3 separate regions of the Danio rerio genome follow, and regions 2 and 3 are each linked to region 1. The links are chromatin contacts, called in public HiChIP or PLAC-seq and Micro-C maps. All regions are on one chromosome and are shown on one strand. The core of a region is the stretch at or near the end of the contact, and the rest is flanking DNA. Distances in the headings are between cores, read along the strand shown.

Region 1 (5,132 bases), core at 1,357-3,856:
GCAATCAATCAAATTAGACAGCTACAATCAAATGTATAAGAAGCAATCAAATTGTATAAGCAATAGTTACCCAAAACTGAAAATTTGGTCATCATGTACTAACCCTTCACTTGTCACAAACATTAACACAGAATAAGTTATTTTGAAAAATGTCAGAAACCTGTAACCATTGACTTTCATATTATTTGTTTTCTATGGAAGTCAATAGTTACAGGTCTCCAACATTTTCTAAAAATAATATTTTGCTTTCAACAGCAAAATGAAACTCAAACATTTATGGAACCAATTGAGGGCAAGTAATTTTCAATTTTTGGTCTTAAAAAGAAAATGTACAATGGTTGAACTGTTAAAAATTGTATATGCTGAGGGATATTGCCCTTTCACAATATTAGTTTTACAGACTTCTTGTCATCATTATGGTTTTAGGAAAGAAAACATTTTAATGTTATTAGCCGAGTGATAAACAAACAGTTATGCAACAATCCACTAAACTGGTTGTGTGTGACACATTCAAGAACTAAGAATGTGACATCTGCACTCAATGACAGCTGAAATGTTGCAGTAAAAATAAACATGGTAATTGGTAATACATATTCTTACAGCACTCAAAACTCTTAAAAACACATATATTTTTTATTTTTTCATATTGAACTAATGGTTTCATAAAAAAGAACCTTTCACATCCAAGGAACCCTTCCAGGAAAAGAAAGAGAAAAAGGTTAATTAGATGATTCATATAAGTATATATCATTATCCGCTTTTTAAGTTGTGACGTATCGGTGACGTATGGAATACTGTTTCCGGGTGCAAGCCGCCACTCATTTGAATTAGGAAAATATTTTGTTCATGACCACTTTTTAGTCATATCACACATTAAAGTAAATTTTAGTGTACACAACAATCTCTGGACTTGCTGCATCACAAATACCAAAATGTTAAGAATTTATAAAAATTAATCACTTTCTGGTCATCTGATATTAAGCATGGATATATATATTCATGATTTTCGAAAGTATTACATCACTTTGTAAACATTTATTATTATCATTTAATAAATCTCCCCATACAGTTTGATATAGCGCTTGGACCTGGAAGCCGCTCCACGTCGACCTCGTCACACTTATACACAAGTAGATAGGGCTGGGCTGATAATCATTTATTATACAATATAAATATTATAATGATATATATAAATATTATAATGATATATATAAATATAAATAAATATATATATATATATATATATATATATATATATATATATATATATATAAATATTATAATGATTATATATATATATATATATATATATATATATATATATATATATATATATATATATATATATATATATATATACATACTGGGGGGGTATACGTCGCCCTCCCTTTTAGAGACAGACCATTTAGAAACAGGTGATTAAGAATGTAAACTTTTGGATTTCTTTTTTGAACTGTTAAACAAAGTGAAAAATAAAATAAAGTGTTGTTGTGCTGCTGATTATTGATGCTGATAATGGTAAATTATTGTCACATAATAATTGGTCAGACCTGAAAAAAAAACAAACTGCCAAAGTTCATTCATTTTCTTTTCCGCTTAGTCTCTATTAATCTGGCGTCGCCACAGCAGAATGAACCGCCAAACTATCCAGCATATGTTTTCCACGGCGGATGTCCTTCCAGCAGCAACCCATCACCGGGAAACATCCATACACACTCAATCACACACTACGGAAACTTAGCTTAACCAATACACCAATAGCGCATGTCTTTGGACTTGAAACTGAAGTACCCGGAGGAAACCCACTAGAACACAGGGAGAACATGCAGACTCCAAACAGAAATGCCAACTGACCCAGCAGAGAGTCTAACCAGTGACCTTCTTGCTGTGAGGCGATTGTGCCACCCACTGAGCCACTGTGTTGCCTGACTGCCAAAGTTATAACAAATAAAAACCATAAGGAAGAAAAGGTGTTTGTAATTGGTCAAACTCAACCAAAGGGGCAAGAATCTTTACAAAATTCATGCTTGTTTTTATAATTTCCAGCAAAATAAGTGAAATATTAGGCTGCTATTTTAATTAATACTGCTCATGCATATCTTTTAGCACTTATTCGATTCATTTTGTCAAAAAATTGACTGCTTACTAGAACAAATACACAGTTGTTTTACATCATTTAAATAAAAATCCTCATTTCACTCAGATTTAACAGCAACAAAGTGACATAATTATAATAATGCAATATTATGGTTTTAAGAAACAAGCTATAAGAGGAGGAAAATCATCTCAAATGGTTTTAGTATCAAGTCTTCAACCAAAAAAAAAGGTTCATGTTAAAAAAAATTAAGTGCTCATAATGGGTTTTTCAATGGCAGATTCGCAATTTATTCACTTTAATTTACTTTAATATCTAATTTAGTTAACCTCCGTTTAAATTCCGTCTGAAATCTGTTCCTGACAGTGGGAAGCCTATTACGCTGTCAACTACCACTTTCACAATTATGTTACTGTGAGTTGCAGCTTTCGAAAGACCCGGTGATAATGTCAGCGTGGGATGGAAATGATTGTGTGTGGAAGAACCAGCAGGTCCCCCCGCCTCTCAGCGACCGAACTCACCCACTCTCCCGTTACCCGGAAGTATGCAGAATTCCCAAAGATGGCGGAGCAAGGTCCGATGGCGATAGCTATGCGGCTAAGAAATCAGCTGCAGAACGTCTACAAGCTCGACCCTCTAAGAAACGAGGTGAGTGAAAGAAACAAAAATCGCTTCAGCGTCCCGTTCATCGCCGCTCTCCACCCGCGTGTGCTGTAAACGCGCGTGAGAGGAGCGATAATCTGTGTGGCGCGAAAGCCGAGAGATGGAGCGCGAGCCCGAGCTGCGTGTCTGCGCAGGCGTGAGTGTTGCGAAGAATCAATCCACTGTGTCTAGCGATTGTGTTTTTGTTCTCCGTGGCGAGGCTTTTCTTGTCAGATCTGGTCCAGGTCGAAGCTCGTGCCCTGTAGTTTGTCCCAACTCCAAAACTGAACACGCTGATAAAACTCTGCACTAATATAACGGTCACCCTGCATGTCTCGTGTTGCGATCTGATGTCCCACATGTTTATTAATGCGCACTGGCTCTTACGAGCGAACAAGTGCATCGATATGATATAATGCAACGTGCTTTAACTGTAGCGCGTGCCCGTGTTGACGGGATATGCGTTCACTTCAGAATCCAGTCATGGGACGTAATGTGACCCCTAAGGTGCATTTGTGTGTCTTGGCGTTTTCTTACCTCGACATCGATTCCATGTTTAATTCAGTAGCTTGTGGTGCTGGCAGTGATTGATACTAAACCCGCACTCGCGGAGATACTTTGGTGGTTCGTTTAACCAATGGCAGGTTTGTTTACAATTTTGACACCTGACTTGCTGAAAACTGAAGCGCGCTCCAAGTGAAATGAGCGTGCGTGTGATAGTTGTACGCAACAGAATTCGCTTTTGTAACTCACACAGTTGTCAGGGGTGGCTTTTAAGTCTTAAAAAAACATACTTAATCATTTAGCTTTAAGTTAATTAAGCAATTGTTACAGTTGAAATTGCTTTGGTCATATCTAGTTTGCCTTTCACTTTTAAGCAGTCATGCAGTTTGACTGTTCAGTCAAAAATAGTTTTTTTACTGACTCTCTGACCATTCAAGGTCACTTTTTTTCTCTCAGTAGGATATTAAACAAATAGAGGTAAAGTTGGTTTTATATTCGGATATTCAGACTTTCTCTTAAATAACATAATTTCAGAAAAGTATTATTTGCAAATTCTAAATGGGACAATCATATTAGCAGCAAATGACGATCAAAGTACAATATTGTTCACAGTGAATTAGATAGTGTTAATGTTGTTTGAAGTCATACTTGCATGCTAATTCCAATCGAATATTCAAAGTAACATAATAAACAGTATAGGGACTTCTAAATGAAAGAATGTGCGAATATAAAACCAACTTTACCTCTATATTAAACAAGAATCTCTGCTGAAACTGTGATCCTTCGTGATTTATAAAGCTCAAGTAAACAGTCTTTGGCTCCTGGAGAGTCAAAAATATGAGCAATTCCAGCGTTATGGATGTGACATTTGCAGTAAAAACTTATAACATAAATTTGCATAGAAAGTATACCTTAACATTATATTGAAACTTGTGTTTATCTTTTCCAAAAAACTGACCACAGAGTCATGAGATCAGAAAAATATCAGTCTGTAAACATGTTTTGTACTTTATATGAGGAAAATAAAGATGCGTTATGGATGTGACAAAAAAGTCAGCAGGTTTGCAGTACACATACTTTGTAGAAATTCTGTGAATTAAACTGCACTACGCAAAAGAAATGATGTTAATCAAAAGGATAAGAGTTGGCTCTCTATAGAACAAACATAATTTATTTTATTTTATTTAAGATTTTCACATTTATGAGGAAACAGTGTCGTCATGGACTTGACACCTCTCTGTTATGGATGTGACAGATGTGAAATTGCCACTTGTGTGTCTTTAGTAAATCAAATATAATAGTTTTAAAACATTGATGGATGCATTTTTGAGTATTTCTAAAGTACTGTAAAATACTTGCTTACACAAAACCCCAAGAAACAGTTACCGTATTTTGGTGACAACTTAATTTTTTTCATGGAAAGGTTGACATTTGCACGAAATTGCTCATATATAGACAAAATAAAAATGAACTCCTTTGACTCCTGTCAACATTGAGGACTTGAAGAAAGTGTCGGCCTGTCCGTGACAGGAAGCTTTCTGCAACAGACTGTTGTAAATGTTAATGCACTCTTAACCATTTCCAGAGGTTTGGGATACAGGTATTACAAGCATTTACCTCCCAAAAGTACAAATTTACTCTCCTTCAAGCTGTCCCAAATCTTTTTGAGTTTGCTTTTAATGTTGAACACAAAAGAAGATATTTTGAATACAGAATACAGTTCTTCCATAGTTGACTGAATACAGTTGACTTCCATAGTAGAAAAATCAAATGATATGCTTTCCAGCTTTCTTCAACATATCGACTTTTGTGTTCAATGGAAGAAAGAAAGTCTGACAAGTGAAGGGTGAGAAAAAATAATGTATGAATTTTACGCTTTGGGTGAACTATA
Region 2 (5,132 bases), core at 1,210-3,709, 430 kb before region 1:
TGGGCTGTATGACAAAAATCACATATATACGATACAATCATATCCTGATAACAATATATAACACGATATAGTACCATTTCTGTCAATTCAATCTGTTAATAGTTTATACATATTAACCACATGCAAAGGAATATTTCTTTAAATCATATATCTATATATACTCAGGATCTCTCATATTATTTAGCAAATTTTTATTAAAAATGTAGAATTATAAAATAATTATCCAAAATACAATTTAAGACACGTTTCAAAACAAATGATTTGTACGATATATATTGACTTGTAGCACAACCCTAAATGGTTATGTAATATATGTACAAAAACAGTTGTATTCTTATTACATACAAATACATTTGTAGGTTTTTGTATGTCAATACAGTTGTACTGACATATTTTCTTTCTTTTAGTACACTCAAAAAAAATTATTTTTGCTGCTCGTTCAAACTACACTTTTAAATAAGTTGAAACAACAACTTTCTAATGTTTTTTGGCACAAATTAATTGTTTTAGGTTCAATCAACTTAAATTTGTAAACATGAACAAGTTAACTTAATTATTTGTGTTGTGACAACATGAAAGCATAGTGAGAAACCCAGCATTTATCGTGTAGATAGGAGCAATTCCACGCAAATTTCAACCTTCCCATGAAAAAATGAAGTTTTTACTAAAATAGCGAAACCCTTTCTAAGTTTTTTGTGTAGGCTTGTATTTTACAGGACTGTAAAAATACCCAAAAATATCTCAGTCAATGTTCTTAAACAATTATATTTGATTTACCAAAGTCACACAAGTGTCAATTTCACATCCGTCACATCCATAACGGACAGACGTCACATCCATAACGAAGCTTTTTTTTTCTCATAAATACAAAAATGTTAAATAAAATCAAATCAATTATTTTTGTTCTATAGAGAGCCGACTCTCATCCTTTCGAATAACAATATTTCTTTTGGCTTGCGCAGTTTAATTCACAGAATTTCTATTTTGTAGACTGTAAACTTCCTAATTATTTTGGTCACATCCATAACATGTTTATTTTCCTTTTTTAAAACATAAAAATGTTTACTGATTGATATTTTCCTGATCCCATAACTCTGTGGTTAGTTGTTTTGGAAAGAATAAACAGATGTTACAATATAACGTTAACATGAATTTATGTTTTGAATTTTTACTGCAAATGCCACATCCATAATGCTGGAGTTGCTCAGCTATAAATAAATTTTAATTTCAGATTATTTAGCACATCATTGAGTCTATTTGCTGATTTAAATGTGTGTAAATGTATGTTTATTACATTATTAATTTATTGCATTACGCAAATGTTTATAGGGCTGGGCAGTGTGACAAAAAATCTCATATCATGAAACAAGTCATATCATATCCTGATAACAATATATAACACAATATAGTACCATTTCTGTCAATTCAATCTGTTAATAGTTTATACATATTAACCACATGCAAAAGAATATAAAATATTTCTTTATCATATTTTACTTTATATATGCTCGTTCAAACTACTCATTTAAATAAGTTGAAACAACAAAATTCTTACTTTTTTGGCACAAATTAATTCATGTTCAATCAACTTAAATTCGTAAACATGAATGAGTTAACTTAATTTGTGTTGTGACAACATGAAGGAATTGTGAGAAACACTGCATTTTAGTGTAGATATTTTATATGAGAAACTTTGTTCAACACAATTTACATAGTAAATGATATATTTATTTAATTTGTTATGTTTTTAATTACTACAATTTGAAAATAATCCCGCTTAAATTCGTGTATTGTTATTTCCAGAGATACCGAAAAATGTCCGCAGATTCTGTTTGGCACTGGTTATGGATTAATGACTTGGCTTTTGTGGAGAATATCAGCTGAAATATCATCATACATCTATGTAAACTTAATGTAGATCATGTGTACTGAATGCAACAAATCTTACTGATGTCAGAATCTCAAATACGAAGACTCGTTGTGCTTATACACATCGTGTGTTTACATGTTTCAATTACGACACAGCCAGTTTCGTAAACTGCATGAATGTCTTATAGAGCATATAGTACTGTTTCATTAGCATTTCTGCTAAACATTGTACAGTAAATTATTATAACAGTCCAAATAATTCAGAAAGCATTGATCTTTCCTATTGATATCCTGATGCACGGGTCTGAGTGTCATTTATGAGACGCTAACAGCCTTGACGCGGTTGTGTTTTAGAGAGTTTTGATGCTGTACATGCTAAGGCTAATTGTGTTAGCGCTGCAACTGTTTTCAAAGCTTTAAATGGGAGTAAATTACCGCTGGAAGTCGAACATCTGCTCAATCCCCCGCGTTTCCATTATTTAAAATCTTTCTGGGATATTTTCAAAGGCTGCTGCATACTATTCCTCGGGATTAAACGGAAGGTGAGGGGGGAGAAACGCTAGCCGCTATTAGCCTGTGCTGTTTTTCGCCATGTTGAGACGCGGCTGATGTTTCTAGATGAAGCGCAAAGAACTTCACGACAGAAAGGCGATCAGGCACTCCGGAGTAACTTCCGTGCTTAATCACGTGGTTTTTGGCAGCACATCTGATTGGTGTTTAGAAGTTGAATTTGTGTTTTCAAGATTTAAAACAGCTGTAATGTATACAATATTAATTGTTGTATATATAACGCTAAACACAAAACGAGCATCTATCTATCTATCTATCTATCTATCTATCTATCTATCTATCTATCTATCTATCTATCTATCTATCTATCTATCTATCTATCTATCTATCTATCCATCCATCTATCTATCTATCCGTCTGTCTGTCTGTCTTAATTCAATTTAATTCAATAATTGCTTTATTGGCATGACAAATGTTACAAATGTATTGCCAAAGCATTAATAAAGTTTACATAAAAAGATAAATAGTAATAAATAGTAATAGTTGTAAAAAAAGATATATACATATAATAATTAACCTTTAAGCATGATGAAAGTGCAGCGACCTCTTGCGGCGCCCTTGTAAAACTGTTACTCAAAGGCAAGAGTGGAAAAGCTGATGCATGAAACTTCGTCGTTCCACTTGAGTTTTAAAGGACAACTCACCTTTCAGCTTCTTATTTGCGTGCTTTTTTATATGCATTTTTCAAGTTGAAGGCTGACATCTTGCGTTATGGAATATGCATTACATACATTCCATACAGTGTGCAGTTTTTCTACCCTTTTTGTTGTTATGCGTGAACAATTAATAAGCATTTCATTGGAATCATTTTGATATATGGGTCATTCTGTAGAATTGGTTCTACTTTCCCACAATTGATATACGTATTGAAACAACAAATCTTGTCAAAAGCACCATAAATAAACTTAATATAAACATTAATAAGGGGCGGCTTAGTGGTTAGCACCGTCGCCTCACAGCAAGAAGGTTCTGGATCGAGTCCCGGCTGGGTCAGTTGTCATTTCTGTGGATGGCCATTTTCCTCTAGCATCAACAAGACATTTCTTTTTCTGACCATTCTCTGTAAACCCTAGAGATGGTTGCGCGTGAAAATCCCAGTAGATCAGCAGTTTCTGAAATACTCAGACCAGCCCGTCTGGCACCAACAACCATGCCACGTTCAAAGTCACATAAATCAACTTTCTTCCCCATTTTGATGCTCGGTTTGACCTAAAGAAGATCTCCTTGATCATGTCTGCATGACTTATTTTATTAAGTTGCTGCAATGTGATTGGCTGATTAGAAATTTGTGTTGACGAGCAGTTGGACAGGTGTACCTAATAAAGTGGCCGATTAGTGTATATCGTCTGTGATATTATCATAACTGTTGTTTCAATATATGCCAAATCATATGATCGACTTTTCTGAAACAGTCTGCATGGTATGATCTATGTGCATACCTCTTCTCTCTTAAAGATAGAATAGCTCTAGGTGTTCTTATCCGATATTTACTGTCAGATGTGTGTCTAGTAAATGTGCTTGTCGCATTTAAGCAGCAGAGGTAGGCTATATGTATTAACATTGAATATCAACAGTCTGAATTAGCCGTGGCATATATATATATTTTTTACAGGAAACACTTGCGGTCCCCAAACACTAGAGAGCGCCACAAGCTTTGTGTTTTCCATGCCATTACTCCCACTCTTAAGCCCTTCTAAAAACAATGCTTCAGCTTTTCTGTAATTTCCTGTCAGTGACTCTTTTCAGCGTATACCATAGTGTAATAAATAAAAAAAAAACATAAAAAACACAATTTTCCTAATAATTGTTCTTCTTGCAAGCGAATCGGAATTAAAAATGGCACACTAACTGTTGCAAACTAAATCTCTTCTTGATCAGCCTGACAGTAGATATTGACAAAGCAGGTAACACAGTTTGTCATGTATTGATCCCAGCATACACTGCAAAGGCAATAAACTCTGTGATCCTGAAAATCTGAAACGCCTGATCCATATGGCTGCCATCTATAATAAAAGTCACTATACAAATGAACAGTCCTCACACACACACAAACACACAATGAACAGATAACAGTGGAGCCCCTTGAACGCAGTGTATTCGCCCGCAGCTGCAGTTCCCAAATCCGTCTCTTCAGTAAAAGATTGAATCTGCCCCATTCATTAGCCTAAGTGGATGAGCTTCCCTAATAGATGCTCCCCTTCCCCTCAATAATTGCTGTTGATTGGCGTAAATTAGACCCTAGTTGCCAGACGAGTGATTCTCGACGACGATAATCTGATTCCCAGCTGAAACTAATAGGATTTTAACTCGGGTTTGGCCTAATGTCCGTCTGTAAGGCTTGGCCCGGCTCTCTTGGTCCAGATCTGGCCTTCAGCCCCGCGGCCTGAGCACAGCTCAATCTTACTACAGGGCTGCAGACGAGAGTGGACCAATAAATGAATTTGGGCCCTCAGGTGAACTCGCACACACTCACGCTGTCGGACCAGACCTGTTAACAGATGGCTTGGTTAACGCATTGCTAAAAGAACGAGACTTTAAGGCCTAAAAGTGCACGGGGAACGAGCTGGTATTAGAAGATGTTCTTTAAAATAAAAAATAAAATAAAATGAGCTTTTTTTTACATAAAAATAACATGAAGACATTGTAAATAAGCAAATAAATGATTAATTAAAATATGAATGAAAAAATAAATA
Region 3 (5,132 bases), core at 1,890-4,389, 270 kb before region 1:
TTGAGTCTACATTGCAACGTCTGTACAGGACATTAATTGGATGGAATTTGGAATAAACACTCCATAGCACCTAATGAAATGAAACAAGAGTTGGGTAGGCGCGGTTTGTCAGGTTCAATCTTTTGAGTGCTTCTTAGTGTTACAAATAATTACAACTTAAACCAATTAGTAACCATCAGATAATATTTTGCCTCCGTGCTTAAAACGTAATTGTATTCAACGTTCACTGCTGACGAAAACAACCGGAGCGTTGTGGAATTGAATTCAGCTCAATAATAGCAAGAGAGAAACGCAATTAAAATATTTTGAGCAGAGTTCATTTAGTTGGATAATAACTGTGGTTAAAAGAAAGCAATCTGAGGGAAAATAACTGCTGGAGGAATGTGAATGTGCACGAAATTAGATCTTAAGGAATCACAGAAATTAAGGCGGGAAATAATAGTTAATTCTGCCGGTAAATTGTGATCGAGTTCATTTATTTATTTATTTATTCATTCATTACTGGTTCATGGTGAATGTTGTCTCATGATGACCTCAGATGGGCCTTTAAAACAGTAATGTTCTAAAGCTCTATAGGGTGCCCAAACTTTTTCTTCTGAAGGACCAAACATGATTGAGTTGGCCGAAACATAGCTGCCATGTGTGGTTTCCTTATTTTTTTAATAGTAGGCTATTCAAAAATGACCACATTCCTTTATAACAACCAATACAGTATACTTTTTTACATTTTATAATAAACTTATTACAGTAAAAACAAAAACATTCTTATTTATGACACAATTGCTCTGCTTTTGCAGACATTGGCTTAATTCCCTGTCTTTTGCATAGTCCTCTATCAATCGAGTGACAGTATTTACATTTTAAAAAATCAGATTAATTCATTCATTCTCCTTCGGCTTAGTCTGTATTTCAGAGGTCACCACAGCGGAATGACCCGCCAACTATTTGAGCATATGTTTTACGCAGCGGATGCCCGCAAGTCAGTACTGGGAAAAATCAGATTAATTTACAACATTTAACTGAACCATTTAATTCGTTTTCTCTTTCTCTGCAATGAAACAAACGAACAACGTTATTAAATTAGAAATGGCGATCTCTGTGTTGAAAGCATTTGCCCCAGCCCTCTCCATCATTCTCACTCTCTTCTCAGATGGAATGATGGGCCAAATCAAAGGTTACATTACATTGGGCCCTACTTTGGGCATCTCTGTTCTATACGTTAATGATCCCGACTAAACACCATCATCTTCATCATCATCACCATTTTGCCAAAGCAATGAAATATAATCATCATTTATGTAAAGCAATAGCTTCGGTTTGAATATGCACAATCTGCATGCATGCATGCCCAAATGATGACGTTTTCACATATGACAACAAACGCCCATTTTCAAAGCCTGGCTGTGACTGAGATGGGTTTTGATGTTGTTGTTTCACGACACGACCTGGTGCAGTTAAAAGCCACGACTCCGGGTTGCTTGATTCGATATCATTGAGAACCAACAACATGTTTTCCTGCTATTGAGACACACAAGAGCGCTTATTATTGATACAGCTTTGTATTCAGAAAATTGATTTTTATGCTTCCCTCTAGCCACTTTGTGCTGCGGAGAAATATTTTTATTCGAGCGAAAGCTGAAATAAGTACGTAATAAAACGATGATATATTAAATTCGTTTTCCTTGCTTTCAGGTTTTATTATGCGCCATTTTTCATTTTTATTGAATTGAAAGAGGAGAATCTTCCACTGTAGCTTCAGGCGAAAAAAAGGTTAAATTATTTGCGCCAATCACACCGGCTTCTGCATCACTAAAGGCAACTGATGCTTCTCTGGCTTGGCCCTTTATTTTACGCAGCCAAAGGCAAGTGCACTTCAATGAAATTCAGTTTCATTTGATTAAGCAAACGCATTGCCATGTGTAAAGCTGCATGTTTCTGTACCCTTGACGAAACCTTAAGAGCCCTTTTCTTAATTGATCCGAACATTTAGGTTTTTAATCAATGGGGAAATTAATAGTAATATGCATTAGTTTGGCATGTTGTCTTTCAAATCATTAAACATCAAATGTGTTTATTATTATTATTATTATTATTATTATTATTATTATTATTATTTACTATACATGGGCTTAGTAGGCCTGCCCGATTCATCAGGGGTCGCCACAGCGGAATAAACCGCCAATTACTCTGGCATATGTTTTTTTATGCGGCGTATGACTTTCCAGGCGCAATTATTATTATTATTATTATTATTATTATTATTATTATTATTATTATTATTGTCATTGTTACTATAATTATTATTAATAATAATATATTAGCCTATTGTTCACTCACTATAATCCCTAACTCATCAGGGGCCGCCACAGCGGAATAAATCGCCAATTATTCTGGCATATGTTTTTTTTAATGCGGCGTATGACCTTATTATTATTATTATTATTATTATTATTATTATTATTAGGTCAGAAAAATGTCTTACCTTAAAAAGGTTAGCAAACAAGATAATTAAGCCATTACGTTAAATCCATTATTTTTCTATTCAGGTTGGTTTCATTTGAGACTGTATACCATAAACTATACAAATATCCATGTATTAAGAAAAATACGCCATATTAATGAAGCACAACAAGTTTTAAGCAACAATAGAAACAATTAAATGTGTTAAAAAATTGACCTTGACCCACAGCCTGTTGTACGTTTTATTGTCACATGACATCAAAATGGCTTCCTGCAAGCTGGGTAACCACACAGATTTTAATTTGCCAAACAATTTCCCCAAAAACATTGATAACTCCAAAAAATGCCTCATTGCTATTTTTTAGAGAAACTGAGAAAAATATTGTTAAACTATAATTGCATCAAAAAATTTTATCATAACTCTACTGCTATTTTTATTCCCTCCATGAACATGAAACGGTTTATTTTAAAGCGTGAACTGTGAAACAGCCCTAGTAAAAAAACAGAACGGGCTCTTTAAGAGCGGGGTGCGGGCGAGAGGCATTGTCTACAGAAGCGCGCAAGAGCCAATGGAGAGGCGCGTGACAGAGTTTGGGCAGAAGGGGTTTGTCTCACCTGCTCGAGATCACTTCAAGAGGAGCGTGAACAGGACATTTTCAGCTCACGACAATTAATATGCACGTATCGGACAGTTAACACTTCACTTTAGATAACAGCGATGAGCTCAAGTCTGGGCCGTGCGCCTTTCTGAGGTACTCCAGAAACGCGTCAGTTTTCTTTGCTACAACTTGGCAACTCATCACTCCGGGGTTTAACCGCGGAGCACGGTCGAGCTGCTTTTTAGGCATCATCATGGAACTGAGCAACAGACAGACGCAGTGCAAGAAAGTGTTGGATAACGCCGATTTGATCGCGAGGGAGTGATTTCTGTTCGTATTTTTTGTATGTGTGTGTGGTGTGGCATTGATATTAATTGCATGGGCTCTAAACACTCCAAGGAAGAATATTTTTTGTTTTTTTGTTTTCTAAATAAACACCTTTGGGAATAAATCTAAGTTTTAGGAATTAAACAACCTTCCAAGCTGTGCGTAACATATAGAACCGCGGAGATGGAGCACACGGGGATCGAAGAGGTGAACCAGACCCACCAGCAGCACGAAACCATCAGCTTTGGAATAGATCAGATCCTCAATGGCTCGGACCAGTCGAGTAGTTGCATGCTGCCCAGCCGAACCGGCGACCCGGACTACGCGCTCACGCCGAACGTCTACAACGGCTACAACAGCATGTATCCGGCCTGTTCGATGGCGGCAGGACTAGCAGGTTCCTACAACGTAAACATGAACATGAATGTGAGCATGAATATGAACGTTAATGTGAACTCGGGGAACGCTGGAGGTGTCATCCGCGTCCCGGCCCACAGACCCATGCCACCCGCACCTCACCAACCGACGGCTGGCCATCCACCGAGCATCGCGGCGGGAATTCCCACTATGCCCACAGTACCCAGTATGGGCAGCCCCCACAGTTTCACGTTCCCCTGGATGGAGAGCAGCAGAAGGTTTGCGAAGGATAGACTGACAGGTAACACTTGATGATATTTAAAGCCATTAATTTTGGGAGAAATAGTGTAATTATGACCAATGATAACGAGGACTGACAATCCGTTTGCTTTTCAGTCAATGTCTAGCTATAACTAATATCAATACAGTCTGAAAATGCAGGGTTGTTGTAGCCTAACGTTGGGTCAAAATGGACAAACCCAGCTGTTAGATTAAAAAGACTTTTTTATTTAAAATTAATTAAAAACATTGACCCGACGTTGTGTTATGACAACCCAGCATTTTTAGAGTGTACCTCACTGAATGGATTAATTTTACGTAGAGAGAACATGCTGAATTAACGTAAATTGATGTAAATTAAGCCCATAAATGTATATTGAATGGAAAATTAAGACCATAAATTTCTATAAAAATGCAGACGTTTAAAAAAACAGCAGCAGAGAAACAACACATAAATATGAATAATAATAACAACACATAAACTGCTACGCTATTTTTACATTACCGTTGCGTGCAGTAATACTGCTACTTTTAAAACAATTAAAGGATTGCTTGAATAAAGAATAGGATATATTAATATTGTAAGCAATAAATGCATAAATTAAATAAAAATAACTAGTATATGCCTCTTAACATCTTCAAAACGTAAAACATTAAAATGCTTTAAGATTTCTTTTTACCATTTACATATAATATATTCACATTTAATCTAATTTAATTTAGATATAATATAATCACATTTAATTTAAGATTGCATATAAAAGAATACGTGCGTAAATATCTTGGATTAACAGTATACTCAAGATTATTTTTTTGTCTAGAGCAACATTTACTTTATTCTAAAATGAACTGATGTTCAGTGTTTTTATTATATTCAGGTCGATGATTTTCATAGCTAGTTGTTGTTCTTTTTTTCTTTAGCTAAAATACATGAAGTTTTACACAACGTATTGCGCTTCGATTAATTACAGAAATCCCTTAAACACGCCATTAGCTTATAACCAGCAGAACATCTAAATAAAATTGACAAGTAACACAAAGATAATCTTCTAAAATGTTTATGGCGATTCATTTTTTTTTATATTGAGACAGCCCGCGTGATGTTGCATT

The links. A called contact is a pair of places that touch in the nucleus more often than the background predicts. HiChIP or PLAC-seq counts read pairs in DNA pulled down with a chosen protein or histone mark.
Region 2: a contact with region 1 is called in a Micro-C map of caudal fin, with 10 times the contacts expected there. The contact joins the promoter of aup1 here to the promoter of pcgf1 in region 1. A contact is called at or near these places in 2 of 18 Hi-C or Micro-C datasets (caudal fin and an unstated tissue) and 1 of 4 datasets of contacts at active chromatin or transcription factors (embryo).
Region 3: an H3K4me3 HiChIP or PLAC-seq map of embryo shows a contact between it and region 1, with 3 times the contacts expected there. The contact joins the promoter of tlx2 here to the promoter of pcgf1 in region 1. A contact is called at or near these places in 1 of 18 Hi-C or Micro-C datasets (embryo) and 1 of 4 datasets of contacts at active chromatin or transcription factors (embryo).

The regions. Positions count from the first base shown.
Region 1 is chr14:5,934,543-5,939,674 of GRCz12tu, reverse strand. It overlaps pcgf1 (polycomb group ring finger 1), which reads left to right and starts at 2,606. Exons shown (of 9, transcript NM_001007158.2): 1 at 2,606-2,743. The coding sequence starts at 2,657.
Region 2 is chr14:6,362,706-6,367,837 of GRCz12tu, reverse strand. It overlaps aup1 (AUP1 lipid droplet regulating VLDL assembly factor), which reads right to left and starts at 2,459. Exons shown (of 12, transcript NM_199690.2): 1 at 2,305-2,459. The coding sequence starts at 2,345.
Region 3 is chr14:6,206,502-6,211,633 of GRCz12tu, reverse strand. It overlaps tlx2 (T cell leukemia homeobox 2), which reads left to right and starts at 3,139. Exons shown (of 4, transcript NM_153651.2): 1 at 3,139-4,044. The coding sequence starts at 3,570.